Linked DNA regions of Bombyx mori: region 2 is linked to region 1. The links are chromatin contacts, called in public Hi-C maps. All regions are on one chromosome and are shown on one strand. The core of a region is the stretch at or near the end of the contact, and the rest is flanking DNA. Distances in the headings are between cores, read along the strand shown.

What was found. A called contact is a pair of places that touch in the nucleus more often than the background predicts.
Region 2: a contact with region 1 is called in a Hi-C map of midgut, with 1.9 times the contacts expected there. The contact joins the promoter of LOC101745606 here to the enhancer-like site in region 1. A contact is called at or near these places in 2 of 7 Hi-C or Micro-C datasets (midgut and whole pupa).

Annotation. Positions count from the first base shown.
Region 1 is chr25:6,310,489-6,313,539 of ASM3026992v2, forward strand. All of the region lies in intron 3 of LOC101745606 (ETS-like protein pointed), which reads right to left. Among protein-coding and RNA genes, the nearest start is that of LOC101745754, 26 kb to the right of the region's middle. Within about 2 kb of position 1,758, at least 8 of the 8 cell types and tissues checked have open chromatin away from gene starts, as enhancers often do.
Region 2 is chr25:6,357,397-6,360,496 of ASM3026992v2, forward strand. It overlaps LOC101745606 (ETS-like protein pointed), which reads right to left and starts at 1,391. Exons shown (of 11, transcript XM_012688950.4): 1 at 1,103-1,391. It overlaps LOC101745463 (exocyst complex component 5), which reads right to left. Exons shown (of 14, transcript XM_004924451.5): 14 at 1,694-1,908. The coding sequence ends at 1,813.

The DNA of each region.
Region 1 (3,051 bases), core at 508-3,007:
GTCGGCAATGGATTTATTACGATCATAAATCATATAATAAGGTACAAACTTCGCAAATAATGTAGAATTTATTATACAAGAGGCCTCAAGATGCTAAGATCTTCGGGGCTTTAAAGCTGGACTGATTATAAGCAAACGCATAACCGTTTTCACTTTAACATTTTTATTTTGAGGAAAACAACGTGGACGTTTTAAAATAGAATACGGAAATCATTATGGAAAAGTCATCGAACTCAAATCAAGTATGTTGCTCAAATCAAGCCTGACTGCTTTGGAGATAATTATCCGATAGGACTTTCCTTTTAAGGTAAAGCAATACCTGAATATAGATTCGAATGGCGGCCGTATGGGTTTCTGAACTTCTAACAAACGCTACGTCTGTATCTTTATCGTATATTTAACGAATTATAATATTGTGCATGGTGTCAAAGTATATTTGTATGCAAACTATACACCAGGAGTCGAGTGCAGGTGACGAACAGGCCATTTAAATGCGTATGAGTCGAGAACTACGTGACACGAATGATATATAAAATGTTCTGATAGTAATAATCTTATAGGTAAAATTAATAAAGGTACTTTTATACCTGCTGTTAGCGTACTCTGACCCTGAATATAATGTAATACGAGTACGTTACCCGGGAAACTGATTACGTATTTGCTGTTTGTTTTTAAAACTGGCAACAGAGAAAAGAACATTATCGATAAGCATTTTTAATCTACAATTTCTATTTTTGAAAACAAAAAAAAAGATAGTATTTGAAAAATGATTATCTATGCTTGTCAATACGTTTCATAGAGGCGAACTGCTTTCAAAGATAAAAGGAGGTTGTGCTGGTAAATTGTTGATTTCAGTTCAGACGATGACAAATAGTTTTATGTAAAAAAAAAGAAATAAGTAAATATGACTTTAATTACACTAATTATGTTCTTGTTTTGCGTAACTGAAAAATACTACCGAAGTATTAAATGAAAACACTGATAAATAAAAAAAAATGACAGAACATTTGTTTTTCCTTTCTCCTTTGTGTATCAACTGATTTTTGAGTTTTTTGCGTGCGATCTTACGTAGCAGACTTAGGTTTGGCTAGCAAATGAAGAAATTTGAAATTTTTTTTCTCCCACTTTACAAGGAAAACAAACCAGATCAGAAAATATGAGAAAACGAATTTATTTCTTTAGGCATCAGTGATTTTGATCGGATTTCGAACACAGCACGATAAATTAGCCAAAATTATAAGTATTTATACTTCGTAAATTAACATTGTTTCTCTTTTATGTGGTTGTTAAGAGCAGTTATTCGATTTCTCCGTATGTACATAATTAATGATTCTTAACACTGCTAAAGTTTTCTTTCGGTGATATACCTAATTACTGTTAACACTACACATGTTTTTTTGTCAGTAATTTACTTTGGCACATAATTTTAGCACTGGGAACGCCTACGAAATGAGTTAATTATTTTTAAACGTTTGCACGTCTTACAGTCGATGAGAAACTCCGAAATAATTAGCTGAAAAACAAATGAAAACTGGATAATATAATATTTACTGATAAAAAAGAAACTGTTATAAAGCTCTACGATCTTTGTTCAATTATTATAATTAGCAATTTGATAGGAATCTCATGAAATAAATAAATCAACATGTCGGGCGGTTGGTCTGCCCGCGGTACCAGGCTAGCATACTCCAGCGGAGCTTTCGCCGAAGCCATTCACGAGCTAACTATGAATGGAGTGCGGATGTGTGCGTGACCGTATTGTCTTCACGGACTGACTATCCGCGCGTGTGTGCCGACACGTGTTTATCCGACCGACCGCGGCGTGGTGGGCATTCATGAGAATTTTCTTAAGTCAACATTTTAGCTGACTAACAGAAATAGTATACGGCTTTGTACTTGCAAAGTTGCGAACTGAAACTTTAGCGTTTATTTAAATTAAGCGCCTTGAAGTCTTGCCGTAAGATGTCAACGAACCTTACGTTTTGGAATTCAAACACGAACGTCTTGTGGGTTTGTTTTGACATTAGCTGTGTTTTAATGATTAGTCAATGTACGGAAACCAGGCATAGTACCTAGTCCTATTTAAAATTGTTCAGACATCCGACTTCGGTCACAAGAAGGAACTATAAGTATAGACATAATTTGTCGTTTTCAAACTAATAACTCTGTTCATATGTCGTACTGTTGACACTGCATCAGCGTAGGTGGCGGAGAAATAAATTGATAGACGATTAATATCGGCTTTCCAAACTGATCATCTAGTTAAAAGTAAAAACGTAAGTAAAAACTATCGAATTAATTAAATAAATCAAATTTAGCCTTGAACTTTATTCTAAACTTAAAACAAAAGCTATTAATGGCCCATGTGATGCAACTTTTCACTTGTTAAAACTCTCCCTGAAAAACATTTGTGTTATCATTTACAAATTTAAAATAATGTCACTATGCCCAATGAAAAATTACTTTAAATTTATTGTCACAACTGATTAAAGCTAAACCATATGACAAGCAAGTATTCCAGCTTCCAGATGTGTTCAGTAAAAATAAAAAACTATTAAGCAAAATATCACTTTACCTCTCGTGGTATAAAGACGATATTTGAATAAAGTTTAAAAACCAGGTGACACATGAGACTGTTTCGACTTGATTGAGCATAAAAAGTGCTCAACACGCCAATGTATAAAGTTACTCACAATGTCAGTGAATACAGACTCATAAATTTCATATTAATGTGTCATAAAAACGCACATTATATTGTATCTAAAAGTTGTTAAAACTTAATAGTGATTTTGTGAAAATTATATTATGACTAGCCATACTCGCCCGCTTCGCTGCGCATTTATAATTTACATTATTATTTATTGTCATTATTATTAGGGAGTCCAACACTCATATAAATATATGCTATCCATTAAATACATGTATTTTCTACATGGATACCAGGTTTCAAGTCAATCGGATGCATGGTTCAGTAGTTATAACGGAACATCCGTAAAAACCACTGCAGATTTATATATTAGTATAGATTATCGACAAAATGTACATCGATAA
Region 2 (3,100 bases), core at 141-2,640, 47 kb after region 1:
GGATGTAAAAGTTTAGTTTAGAAGTCGAAGCATTTCTTTCTACTAAGTTAAAAGTGTTTTGTTTAAAAATAGGTTAAGGATTAGAATGTATGGTTCGTCAGTCAAATTTTACGGGTTTGCCCGAGATTTGTATCCAATTCTTTATTTACATAAATTTTTCGAAAAGCCAGTGAAATTTCCTTATTTAATTTCCACTATTAATATTAGCTTTCGTTGGTTATTTATTAAGCGGAAACGTTATCAGATGTCTTGAGAATTAGCGTTTGTATAATTTGATAGTTACTTATCTACTTGTGTCGATAATCATGATTTGTACTTAGTGTGAGACACACGTGATCCAGTCATTACGTCACTGGCTTTGGGGCTGATTCAATTACATTGCGTGCACAGAGAGAATCGGTTAACCAGAGAAATGCAATTTTGTTGGAAAGTAAACATAATCGTAAACTTTTGATTTATTGGCTTTATCTTTTCGTCACTCGCCAGCGACGACCAGATGATTAACGGCGCAGTGAAATTATTGCGAAATGATAAATCGACATGAACGTTCCGAGTTGCCGGTTAAGAATTCCTAAACAGATGTCTAAAAATAGCGTATAGCATCGTTGAGTACAGATAAAAAGCTACTTTGCAGCATTACGCGTTGTCTGAAGGTGCGGTCGGGTCCGGAGTGACTGCGGCCGAGCCATTACAACCCGCCCCGAGACGAGACCACTCGACTCAGGTAGCGCCGGGATAAAAAAACATACTTAAAATGGAACGGACGCGGTTTCACCTAGATACCGCGATCGCGATCGGCCCACTGAACGATTCCATCGATTACGATACCGAGAAAACGAAAAACATATATTACAAAGAAAACCTCATATCGTCATCGTGTTGTGATTGTGATTCAGTTGACGTCGCGTATCTTCGTTTCGTTGAGCCTGACTAGTTTTAATCACCCATTCACATCACACGTTCGATAATAATACAAACGGACCCTAACGTTCTATGAATGAGCTTATAACATGTAAATTCGTCGCTCACAAATCGCGACACGGGCCGGAGCGTAGGCGTCGGGACTTGAATGAAAATAAACATATACGGCGGAGGCGCTTACCTCTCGATTTTAATTATTTTATCCAGATTAGCGATATGTACGGGGCACTCGGTGAAACGATTATCGAAGCGAGATCACACTGAACTGGCGAGCATAACACTGTGATGGGACGCGGCGCGATATAGCAGCTGACAGCAGTACAAGCCGGCGGCCGGTTGGTCGAGTACTGTGCTCAGAGTGCGGCGCACACCAGCGCGGGCCCGTAGGTGCGCCCGCGTCGAACGCACACACGCGCGTCTCCATTCAAACACCGTCGCGGCGCCGCGGTGGTGGGGCGGACTTATGAATGGACGTAGTGGAGCCATGTCGTACAGATACCGCTGATAAGGCGCTGTGCAAGCATTACCGGCGATACGGACCCACCGGTATCGAAGTACTTGTTGTGCTTAATAAAAACATCATCGGCGCACATCGTGCGTGTTGCGCCAGCGTTATTAGAAATGGTTTTAATAGTTCGCATTTCGAAAGCAACCCAGATAAAACAACGTTTTATTTTTATATTATAATAATCTGTATAGTTCATTGTGCTATCGCTTCGTTAATTGGGTAACTGGTAATTGGGAAAACATCCAAATGAGAAATAAAAATCGGTAACATTCAACAATAATTCTATTACTTATTAGTAGAATAAATATTTGCTTATAATATTTTTTTTTATAATACTAATATTATATTGTTTACATAACATGAAGAGAAACTTAAGGAAAAGCTTAAGACAGTCCCTTGAGGAAGGTGGATAGCTTGTGACTCTTGTAATCCGCTCGGAGCTGTATGAAGCTCAACAGAATCGAATGATCAAACTCCGCCTGTAAGAAAAATTCAATGTTAACACACCAATTTTATTACACCGGAATCGGCTCTATGCAACATCGTTTTATTTTATTTATTTAATTTACTTCAGATTTTACATCCATATTACACGTCTTCATTACATTGCATTAACATTTCATTTATACTAAAATTAAATAAAAATAATAATTAATCTCGGACTAAAACAAAAACAATAATAATAATAATAAAAACAAAAAAACAAATAATAATAATAATAATAATAATAAAACAAAAAAACGTTTTATGTGACGTCATTTGAGGCCAAATATACGTGTATCAATAAACAAACGATCAAGATTGTACACTAATCTACAATGGATAGGCTTGTTGACGTCGAGGGCGGATAAAAAGGTTGGATTAAACTTTATATAGGGACTTCAAATTAGAATTTGTTTATGAATTATTGGTTTAATTTTATTAACATCCCTTAGAATTAATTTATTAAATTATACAAAAAACTATAAACTGAGATCAAAATTAAACATGAATTTAGATCACGATACGGATTACAATACGGAAAAATAATATCAAATCAGAGAAATTACTTATGAGTAATATAAATGTAACATTAAAAATACACATTAATTTAAAATTTCTATTTTTTCGTCTGTAATTACATTTTGATCAAATTACAGCATCCATTATGATCATTGTTGTTAAATCAAAGCGACATATCATTTTACTTATTCCGTATTTGGAGTACCTACGTAGAGAGTAACAATGAAATTACAATTGCAAAGTCAATCGGTGAGATGACTGTTTTTGTTTGTTACAACCAAACAGTTTAGGTAGTACTTATGTATAGTCTATTTATTGTACGTGTTTTAAATAAATTATTTAAATCTGCTGTTAAAATTTTGAGATGCAGGCGATTAAAGTTTTTTTTAAATCGAGATAGAATGCTGTCTGTCTCTTTCACGCAAACCGAGTTGGAAAATAAATTAATAGTTTAATTTAGTTCCTATTTTAATTTGAATAAGAAACAATAATAATATCAGACAAGAAGTGACAGATAAAAATCGTTTCTGATCTAAATCATAATTGTCGATAATCTATATATTAATACGTGATGGAAAAACTTTGTATCCCTTCTTAGGAAAATTGCACGGACGGAGGAGTATGAAATTAACCACACTTATAGAGAATATAGAGAAGAAGTGCACAATG